3 separate regions of the Gossypium hirsutum genome follow, and all the other regions are linked to region 3. Evidence: chromatin contacts called from public Hi-C data. All regions are on one chromosome and are shown on one strand. The core of a region is the stretch at or near the end of the contact, and the rest is flanking DNA. Distances in the headings are between cores, read along the strand shown. Region 1 has its middle 39 kb from the start of LOC107916887. Region 2 holds the start of LOC121213668. Region 3 has its middle 31 kb from the start of LOC107944529.

The links. A called contact is a pair of places that touch in the nucleus more often than the background predicts.
Region 1: a contact with region 3 is called in a Hi-C map of leaf, with 1.8 times the contacts expected there. The contact joins two enhancer-like sites. A contact is called at or near these places in 4 of 34 Hi-C or Micro-C datasets (hypocotyl and leaf).
Region 2: a contact with region 3 is called in a Hi-C map of leaf, with 2.2 times the contacts expected there. The contact joins the promoter of LOC121213668 here to the enhancer-like site in region 3. A contact is called at or near these places in 16 of 34 Hi-C or Micro-C datasets (anther, cotyledon, fibers and 3 more).

What each region holds. Positions count from the first base shown.
Region 1 is chrD01:46,674,244-46,677,574 of Gossypium_hirsutum_v2.1, reverse strand. No RefSeq gene overlaps it. Among protein-coding and RNA genes, the nearest start is that of LOC107916887, 39 kb to the left of the region's middle. Within about 2 kb of position 1,909, at least 3 of the 9 cell types and tissues checked have an H3K27ac peak or open chromatin away from gene starts, as enhancers often do. A contact at or near this core is called in leaf, where this site is marked.
Region 2 is chrD01:46,612,422-46,615,386 of Gossypium_hirsutum_v2.1, reverse strand. It overlaps LOC121213668, which reads left to right and starts at 1,266. Exons shown (of 2, transcript XM_041086550.1): 1 at 1,266-2,246; 2 at 2,382-2,744. The coding sequence starts at 2,015. The coding sequence ends at 2,563.
Region 3 is chrD01:46,548,119-46,551,071 of Gossypium_hirsutum_v2.1, reverse strand. No RefSeq gene overlaps it. Among protein-coding and RNA genes, the nearest start is that of LOC107944529, 31 kb to the left of the region's middle. Within about 2 kb of position 1,376, at least 3 of the 9 cell types and tissues checked have an H3K27ac peak or open chromatin away from gene starts, as enhancers often do. A contact at or near this core is called in hypocotyl and leaf, where this site is marked.

The sequences.
Region 1 (3,331 bases), core at 660-3,159, 130 kb before region 3:
TTTTTATATATATTATTTTATTTCCATAATTTTTACATTCATATATATACGCCTATATACATACGTTTTTATATATGTTCTTTTTTATTATTATTTTTCTAACTTTTATATACTATATATTTTATATATTTATATATAATTATACATTTCTTTTATTTTGTAAATATATACCCATGTGCATACTCTTATACTTTTATTTTATTTTCACGATTTTCATAAACATATATACACGTTTTTTTATTTATTAGTTTTTTGCTTGATATTTTCCATTACTTTTTATATATATACTTATATATGTATGTTAAATATATGCATACACATATTTTTAATTTTTACTTTTATGTGCTTGTATATATATATATTTTTGTAAATACATATATACACAATTTAAATTAAAATATTTGTTTCATATCGTACATTGACTTTCAACATACCCTTTGGAAAATATATTTTGGTTTTTTCAATATATCAAAATCATTTTTCTCTTGATTCAAAGTTTTTTTTTTGAATAAAAGCTATATTCAAAGTTTGGAATTTTCGAGGAAATTGAGCCTTAACGTATTGGGTTCCGATTTTCTTTGTTGATATTAAATAACCGAGAATATTCTTTATTCAAAATGCATGAGTACAAAAAATCATTTTTGGAAACTTAACTTGTTGTGTCCTAATGTATTAGGCCTGTCATATTACCTTCTCAAAATGAAGATTTTCGCATAAAACCAAAGTGATATTCAAAGTTTGAGAATTTTGAGAAATTGTACCCTAACGTATTGGGACTCGATTTCTTTACATGACTTGAACAATTGATTATCCTTTTCAGATTTCATTATTTGAATTGTTTTAAATTCTTTTTAACCATCGACACTAAGACATTAAATAATCAATTTAGTACCGATTTTGGGCGTTACGAGGGTGCTAACCCTTCCTCGTACGTAACTGACTCCCGAACTCGTTTTCTCAAAATTCGTAGACCAAAATAATTTTTAAGGTGAGCCGATCACACCTTAATAAAGGATCGGTGGCGACTCCAGTTTTGTTATTTTTAAATCGACAATTAAATTTTTATTTTCAAAAAGGTGGTTTCGACATTTACTATTAAATGTTGACTTGATTAACAGAGATTCAAATAATGAATCGTAGTATGTCATGTATATTTCATGTGGACGTGAAAAGATTAATTCAAGTAAATTAAATTAAATTTTTAATAGAATTATCAATTTATTTTGTTATGAAATAATTTATTTATTTTTTAAATAAACGAATTCTAATTCTAATTCTAATTCTAATAGAAAGAACGCGAATCATATGTTGATTTGTATATATAATATATCCTTTGTATTTGGTCACATTCCCCATACGGTAATTGAGTGAGTGCCCTCCTTTCCTATAAATCACAAATGACTCTGCCATCACCCATGTTCACCACTCAAGAATCCAAGGCGCACCCCAACTATTTCCGTTAAGGCTCTCAACACACACTCTTACAATATACAGAATTGTGTTATGGGCTTTTATGGATGAAGCTCATGATGTAATAACAAATGACTTCATTGAGCACCTCCCATCTCGCACCCAGAAAGACATGTTAGTGACCTAACCAACTGGGCTTAATTTGTTTTTTCTTTTAATTCCCAAAACTATAAGAACTTTCTTGATTCCTGAAACGGGTACAGAATAAAGTTGTGCGTTAGTTTGAATCACATGGTCATGGTGGGAAAGAAAACATTGAACAACAAACAACTAGCCGAAACCTTGTAGGCAGATTAGAATATGACAGTAAAGCAATGTGTCTCTGACTTCAACGCCGTGCAAATGACAGCCATGAATTTGGACTAGGATAACGACACACTTGAAACTGCACATGGCATCGCACGACTTCATTTCATATCTATTTTCAAAATTAAATTAGAGGAGAAGCCAAATCTAGTATTATGGTGCATGTGAAATCTGCTCCTACGATAACTTATCTGCCAATATGATACAACCCAGAAAAACGATAGGACGGCTCAACTTTTTTGCTTTTTTTATTGGATAAGGCTATCATCAAAACCCACTTTCTCTTTTCTTTTTTTCAATTACCAATTCCGCATTTTCCTTAAATTTAGCTAAAAAAAAAGTACAATGATAAATTTAGTTCTTGATGTTTATATTTTTTGTCAAATTGGCTCATTCTTTTGGTCATTGGGAGTCAAATTGTTTTTCTTTAACAAAAACGCTAATTAAACATCTATTTTTTAACAATGCTAACGTGGCAACGCACATATCAATTCACGTGCACTTTATGCGAACATAGTACTATTTGTCTTGATGTCATGTTAACAGTAATTTACAATTTATTAAAAAAAAGCTCAAAAAAATTATAAAAAGCTCATAAAAATTCAAAACAATTAACATGAAGTACATGTAGATTGCCATGTAGACTACCATGTTTAAAATTTTAATATTTTAGTTAGTATTTCTATTAAAAAAATCAATTCGACACTTTTTTCGAAATGTTGATGATCAAAATTGACTATTTTAAAAGGTTGAGGGTCAAATTTAGTTGCAATAAAAAAAATAAAAAATGTAAACATTAAGGGTGTGCTTGGTTGGGTGAAAAAGTGGAGGGATGGGAGGAGTGAATGGAAAAGTGGAAAGAAAATAAATTTTAAATGTATTTGGTTGAGAAGAAAAGTGAGAGAAAAAAAAAAGAAAAGAAAAGAGCTGATCATTTTCCATCCTATAAAAATCAATCCTTTCAAATCGGAATGATGAGAGGAGAGAAAATAAGAGAGATATGCATGTTAATTCAAAATGATGTATTTTTCAAATGTTTTATTTTCTTTCCTTTCATTTTTCAACTCTACCATTTCTTTCCAATTTCTCATCTCTCCTACCAAGCATAGCTACGAAAAGAAAAATTATGTTTTCCATCCTTCTAATTTTCTACCATTACAAATTTTCATCATTCCAATTTTCTTTCCATCCTACCGATCAAAGTTTTAGGGCTAAATTTAACATTATCCCAAAAAAAAACACCAACAAAAGAACTTTTCTATTTGTTTGAGTCGTTTTGTTTTAGGAATATTATAAAATATAATTATATTGATTAACACAATATATCTAAAATAAGACCATACTGTCACAACATAAAACTTAAACTAAAAATAAAATGTAGTGAGAATGCGAATGGTTTATATGGGACAAAATTTGAACGTGAGATCTTTCCTACCAACTAACAATTATGAATGAAGTCAACTAATCACTTGTGTATTATTATTATTTAAATTTTTGTTTACATCTTAAATCACAATAATTTTTTCAAACTTTTATACCCAATGAAATGTTATGT
Region 2 (2,965 bases), core at 17-2,516, 64 kb before region 3:
AAGTACTTTTCGTTATCGAACTACTATTTAGTTTCTGATCTGTAATTTCGTTGTTAGATACGTTTTGAACTCACACTGAGCTCGTGTAGCTCAACCCCTTAGTGTTTCCCCTTCCAGGTACATTTCTGTTTTCTAATGTTAGACTCAGCATGCCGGAGGTCTTAGAAGGATATGTTTTAAAATGAGCCATTTGGTTCCTTCCCCAATTTTTAAGTCTTGTTAGATTGTTTTGGTTTGTATTAATTTTAAGAACTGCGAAAAAAGGGTTTTATGCGGATTTCTGCATAATGCTATTTTAGATTGAATTTGTTTTTTTTAACTACGGAATTAAGTTTCCGAACGCTTTAATGCATCTTGAGAATTTTTTATTTAAAATGATTAAACGTTTGTGAAATTATTTTCGATCACTTCGATGATCAATGTAACCTCTAAGATTCGGTCCAAACTTCTAGGCTAGGTTATAAGGTGTTACACCCACGACTGCAGCAGGAGTAGGCAACCACCGATTGACATCTTATCCGGTTTCGTCACCTGACACAAATCTTGGTACAACGTGGCCAACACGATTGATCCCTAACTCAGTCGTGTGTATTCTTTGAAGTCAGCTAGGTTTAGTAGCCACCAGCGTACCAAAATTTAAGATTTATCATGCATTAAAATGCCCCCAATTAACCTCAGATGAATGCTCGGGCACATTGTTCTTTGATGACGTTGATCGCGTTCGGAGGAAGCTCTTTGAAATTGGTTTCCAACCACTTCATCTATATTCGACCACCTTGAAACTTGTTCAGGATCTTTCCCAAAAATGCCTCACAAAGGTTCTCTTTATCGGGAATGATCGTTGACCCCGTGATGATTGACCTATCCACCGATAAATCGAGTTGCAAAGCCATGGTATTTGTAGAACATCTTTCCAAGCTAAAATTGAGAGAGTTGGATTTGAGAGAAAAAAAATTAAAATTGCATGGTATTTGTAGAAAAAAATTACCGTTGGAGCCCTTTAAATCTTTTTACCGTTGCAAGCCAACGTTCAAAAAGCCGCTGGAATTAATTGTTGACGGATGAGCTTTTTGTATAACTGATAGGAAAACGCGTTTAACTGATCACGTTTTCCATTTCTCTTCTAAAGAACGACCTGTTTCCCTAAATTAGAAAAATTACCTAAAAAAACTAAATAAAAAATTGACATATATGACTAATTTAATGGAAAAATCTTGAAAGAAACTTTATTTATAAAAATAAAACAAATTGAATATTATTGTTGTAGAAAGAAAGAGGAGGAGAATATGGCGGTTGCGAACGAATAGGTGGCTTGGTGGGCAAGGAGCGATGAACGCGTAAATATACCCAAATGCTAACTCTATACGGAAATAACAACTTCCTTATATATATATACAGTGCAACCCTACGGCAAGAGAGAGAAAGAAACCCTTTTCCTGCCTCCCCTCTATAAGGCTCATATACCACCTCAACCTGAATTACCCTAATCATTTTCCTTGTTTTGTTCCTCTATTAAATACCCCCAAACGCTTCCCACACCTTCTACCTACAACCACTAAAATTCCTCTCCTTTTTTCGTCGAAATCTGCGTCCCAGAACTTCTTTTTTTTCTGGCTCTTTTTCCCTTTTTGTTGGAATCAAACCATTGATCTTTTGGTATTTTTGTGAATGGTGGAAACAATTTGGAGCTGTAGTATATTGATGCTCTCCCTTTGCAAATCGAGGGCGAGCACTCTCCTTCCTCTTTCCGCTGCTTCTGCTTTCGCATTCGGTTCTTGCAAAGAAGGCTGGTACTACCGCTGCCTTGGCCTTGACCCATAAACAACCCCACCTCAATACCTCTATTCCTTTCCACCAATAACCCAGATTTGGTTTTTTTTTTGTTATACGCCCCACAAAATAACAAAACAAACCCTTGTTTCTCTTTTCTCGGTTGTTGGTGAATTATTCATTCGCCTGTTTTTGGTTTTGATTCTTTTTCATTTTGAATTTTGAACAAAATTTTTTTGAAAGAATGTTGCTTTACAAGCAGAAGAAGAGCCAGGGTCCCAAGGGCAACAGGCTCTTGATTAGCGTCACTGTTCTCGGAAGTGCTGGGCCGATCCGTTTTGTTGTTAACGAGGAAGAGCTCGTTGCTGCCGTCATTGATACTGCTTTGAAATCCTACGCTCGTGAGGGTCGGCTTCCTGTTCTCGGATCCAATCTTAATGATTTCCTCCTTTATTGCCCCAGTGCTGGATCAGATGGTATGTCGGTTTTCATTTCAATCTTTAAAGATTAAAAATTTCCAGGATTTGCTTATTTGATGTTAAATGGTGTTTTATTTGGGAAAATTAGTAGTATTCATGATTTTGGGTGTTTGGTATGTTTTTTCATTGCAGCACTAAGTCCATGGGAGACAATTGGATCACAAGGGGCAAGGAATTTCATGCTGTGCAAGAAGCAAAGGACTGAGAAAGTGAAAGACGACGGGAAGGCAGCTGAATCAATTAATAGGAAGGCAAGTGGGAATTGGAAGGCATGGTTTAATAAATCCCTCAATCTCAAGATTTCCTCCCATTAATTAAATAATTCCCAACCCTTTATGATCCTATATTTCTTGGGTTAGCTTTATTTATAAATAAAGCATTGAAAGTTAGTCTATTATCATTAATGGCCATGGTAGAGTGTTGCTTATGTTTTTCACCTTATTTCTCATTTAGGTGAGAAAAGACCTGCAGGAATAAATTGGAACTTGTTTTTCAGTATTTTGCCTTATGCGATAAGAATGAAGAGAACATTCATGGTGTGCTTGATTTTCCATTTCTGTCTTTGAAAGTGTTGCGTTCTATTGTTGAATGGCTTTTGATGGATGATTCTATTAATCTCATACTCTACGTAAGGTTTGGCTTACACCCAGTGTTCAAAAAGTTGTTCTGAATTGTCCATAAACATGTATTTTCAGTAGCTTATATCCATTGCTTGA
Region 3 (2,953 bases), core at 127-2,626:
GGGAATCATTTTTTTTATTACGCTTAGTCGGCCAATTATTGATATTTTTAGGCCCTATCTAAAATAATAAAATGTAAGTTTAGATTCCTTAAAAGTTAGATAAATTTTTTTTTTAGTCTTTTAAAAGTTGATAAAAAAAATTTGGGTCCTTAAAAGCTAAAAAATATATATATATATATATATGAGGGGACTGAAAAATAATATTTTAGACCCCTAGGGTGCGCTAAGTGTTACCTATACTAAGTATGGTAGTTTTCCGCCCTCCATTCGTTGCTAATCTCTTCACAAAGATTTTAATCAACTCTGAATATTTATAATAATGCCCGCTTAAATCTATGTTATATCTTAACAAATTATATTTCTGTTCATCTTCTCTAATCTCTAAACAGCCTTTTCATATCAACTCTTGCATCATTTTATTCACAATAATGATGTGCTAACAATACAAATATTACTCTTAAGGTCCCTTCTATAGTTACCAATTCTTGCATAAGCTTACTAATTGTTTGTCGTTGATCTTCTGTCCTAATTTATTTAGGGCTTCAAGATAATTGAACCATATTTTTCTTAACAAATATAAAAATATATAACAAACAACATATTTTAAATGTCTAACATTTAGTTTTTTTATTATTTGATATGACTATATTAAATACTTTAGAAATAACCTTTTTTTTCTCGTATATATATGTAATAGCAAAATATAAGAGTTTGCTACAGTGTACAGGTTACCAACTTTAAAGTTGGCACCTTCAGGTCCAACTTCCACTCAATTTTTTCCACATTGAAAGTCGTATGCTAGAGGTAACGACATTCACTTATTCTCTCAATGAACATATCAAAAGATGTAAAAATATCAAAAGTGATCCCTTAATATTTATCAAATCCATCACATTCGATTGCTCACTTGTCTGGTCCCAAACAATTTTACCCTGCTAAACTCTTCCTCGCAATCTCCTTTAAGATTCCCAAGTCAAACAGACGATGTCAATTGCTCTCATTTTCATTGCTTTCTACACCTTTACAGGAACCGCTACCACCAGCCACCCATACATTTTGTGTTGTAATAAAATCATTGGATAGGGTCATGACTGATGTGGTAAGAAGAGCTTAACTAATAATTTCTCTTAAAACCAATAAATAAATAAGTAATGAAAATCAATTAATTTAATGTTGGAGTTTGAAAAATAAAATTTTAAGTAAGGAATATGAAAATGAATTAAACAAGATTGTGGGGTGGAGTGAATTATAGCGGAGTTGAAGCATGAAAGTTAGGGGCCCGTTTGAACAAGTGCAGTGTGTACGTAGGTGCAGTCGCAGAGGTGCTGGGTGGAGAGTGGAAGCCACGCCTCAACATGATTCGAACCTGTCTCACTAAACAAAGGGTGGTCCACTCTGCTACCCACTCTCCATCCTCATCCCATCATTTTACCTACATACACCACTACCTCTCTCTCTCTCACTGCATTTCATATTAGAGGTCACCAAGCCAACAGTGTACGATCCTTCATGGATGATTGATTTGAATGAATTTCAGATTTTTAGTATATATTGATATTGTGATTTTATAGTAGTAGTTCATATTCTAAAAAAGAAAAATAGTGGTACAAGGATACATCACTCGTCTCGGGTTGAGGGCTGGGGTCACAGAAATTGCCCGTGATCAAATTTTAAAATAGTATTGAAAGATCTAAAACTGATGCAGTATAATATTATAATAAACAAGATTTATACGCATGTCAATACAATATAAGGAGTGGACTACTTTTGATGCCGGGCAAGAGAAAGGGCCGGCTGCCCCTCTCTGTTTCCAGTTTTTGTTTATTTATCCCCAAAATCACCCACGTGTCCTTGCATGTGACTTTGGGAAAAACACTTGCCTACCTATACCATTATAAAATGCATACCTCCAACAAAAATGATGCATATAGTTTTAGCTACCTACGGAGGAGGGGTGGCAAAACAAAAGCAAAAGGCATCGGAGGTCGGAAATAATGAATGTAAAATTCCAGAAGGGATCTTTGCAAGTTGATGAAATTATTATTATGATTAAGAAGAAAAGAAAACATGGCGCATCACATGGAGATTGGAAGTTCCCAAAAATATGTGGTGAAGAAGTGGGTGTTGGCACTGCCAAAATCTCCCACTTATATAATTCCTCACTCATTTCTACATTTAATTTCTCATCTCTATAACTCTATTCTGAAATTGCATTTACTTGTATCGATGGGTTTTAATACATCAACATGAGTATATATATTAAAATATCCTTTTTTTTATGCATTTTTCATCTATTTGGAGTACAAAATTAAATGAATATTAATGTGTTTAAAAAAAATATGATAATTGAGTTAGCTATCACTTGAGAAAAAAAAAAGATTTAAAACCTTTTGAAAAAGAAAAATTGAATATATTTAAAAGCGTTTAAGCCTTACTTAAACTTTGCTTAAGTATGATTTTAAGAATACAATTTTCTGCGGTACATTCAAAATTACTTTTACAATCTGCTATGCATAAATTTTAATTTGTTTTTTTTTTTTGAATGATGGATTGTGATAACTATAGTACAACTATAATTATAAATTAATATAAAAATATTGAATGAATAATAGAAAAGAATTAAACAAAAACGAAAAAAAAAAACCAAACGAAGACATGTATGCAGTTGAATATTAAAAACAATCCACATATGGCGTAAAATATTAAAAAAGCCCAATACTTTAGTATAATTAACAAATTGGCGTAAGATTGAGTGGTAAATCGTGTTTTGCCTAACTTGGCCCACGGTGGGTATAACCGTAGAGCACGAGTTTTATGAGAAATAATCTTAGGGTTCTCGGATTCCCTTAGCCTATATTATATGGAATTCACTAATTCAACATAAATAATTCTAAAAATGTACTTTTCCTATTACGATAACAGTTAATTATTTCTTTCGCTCTTGAATTTTTTT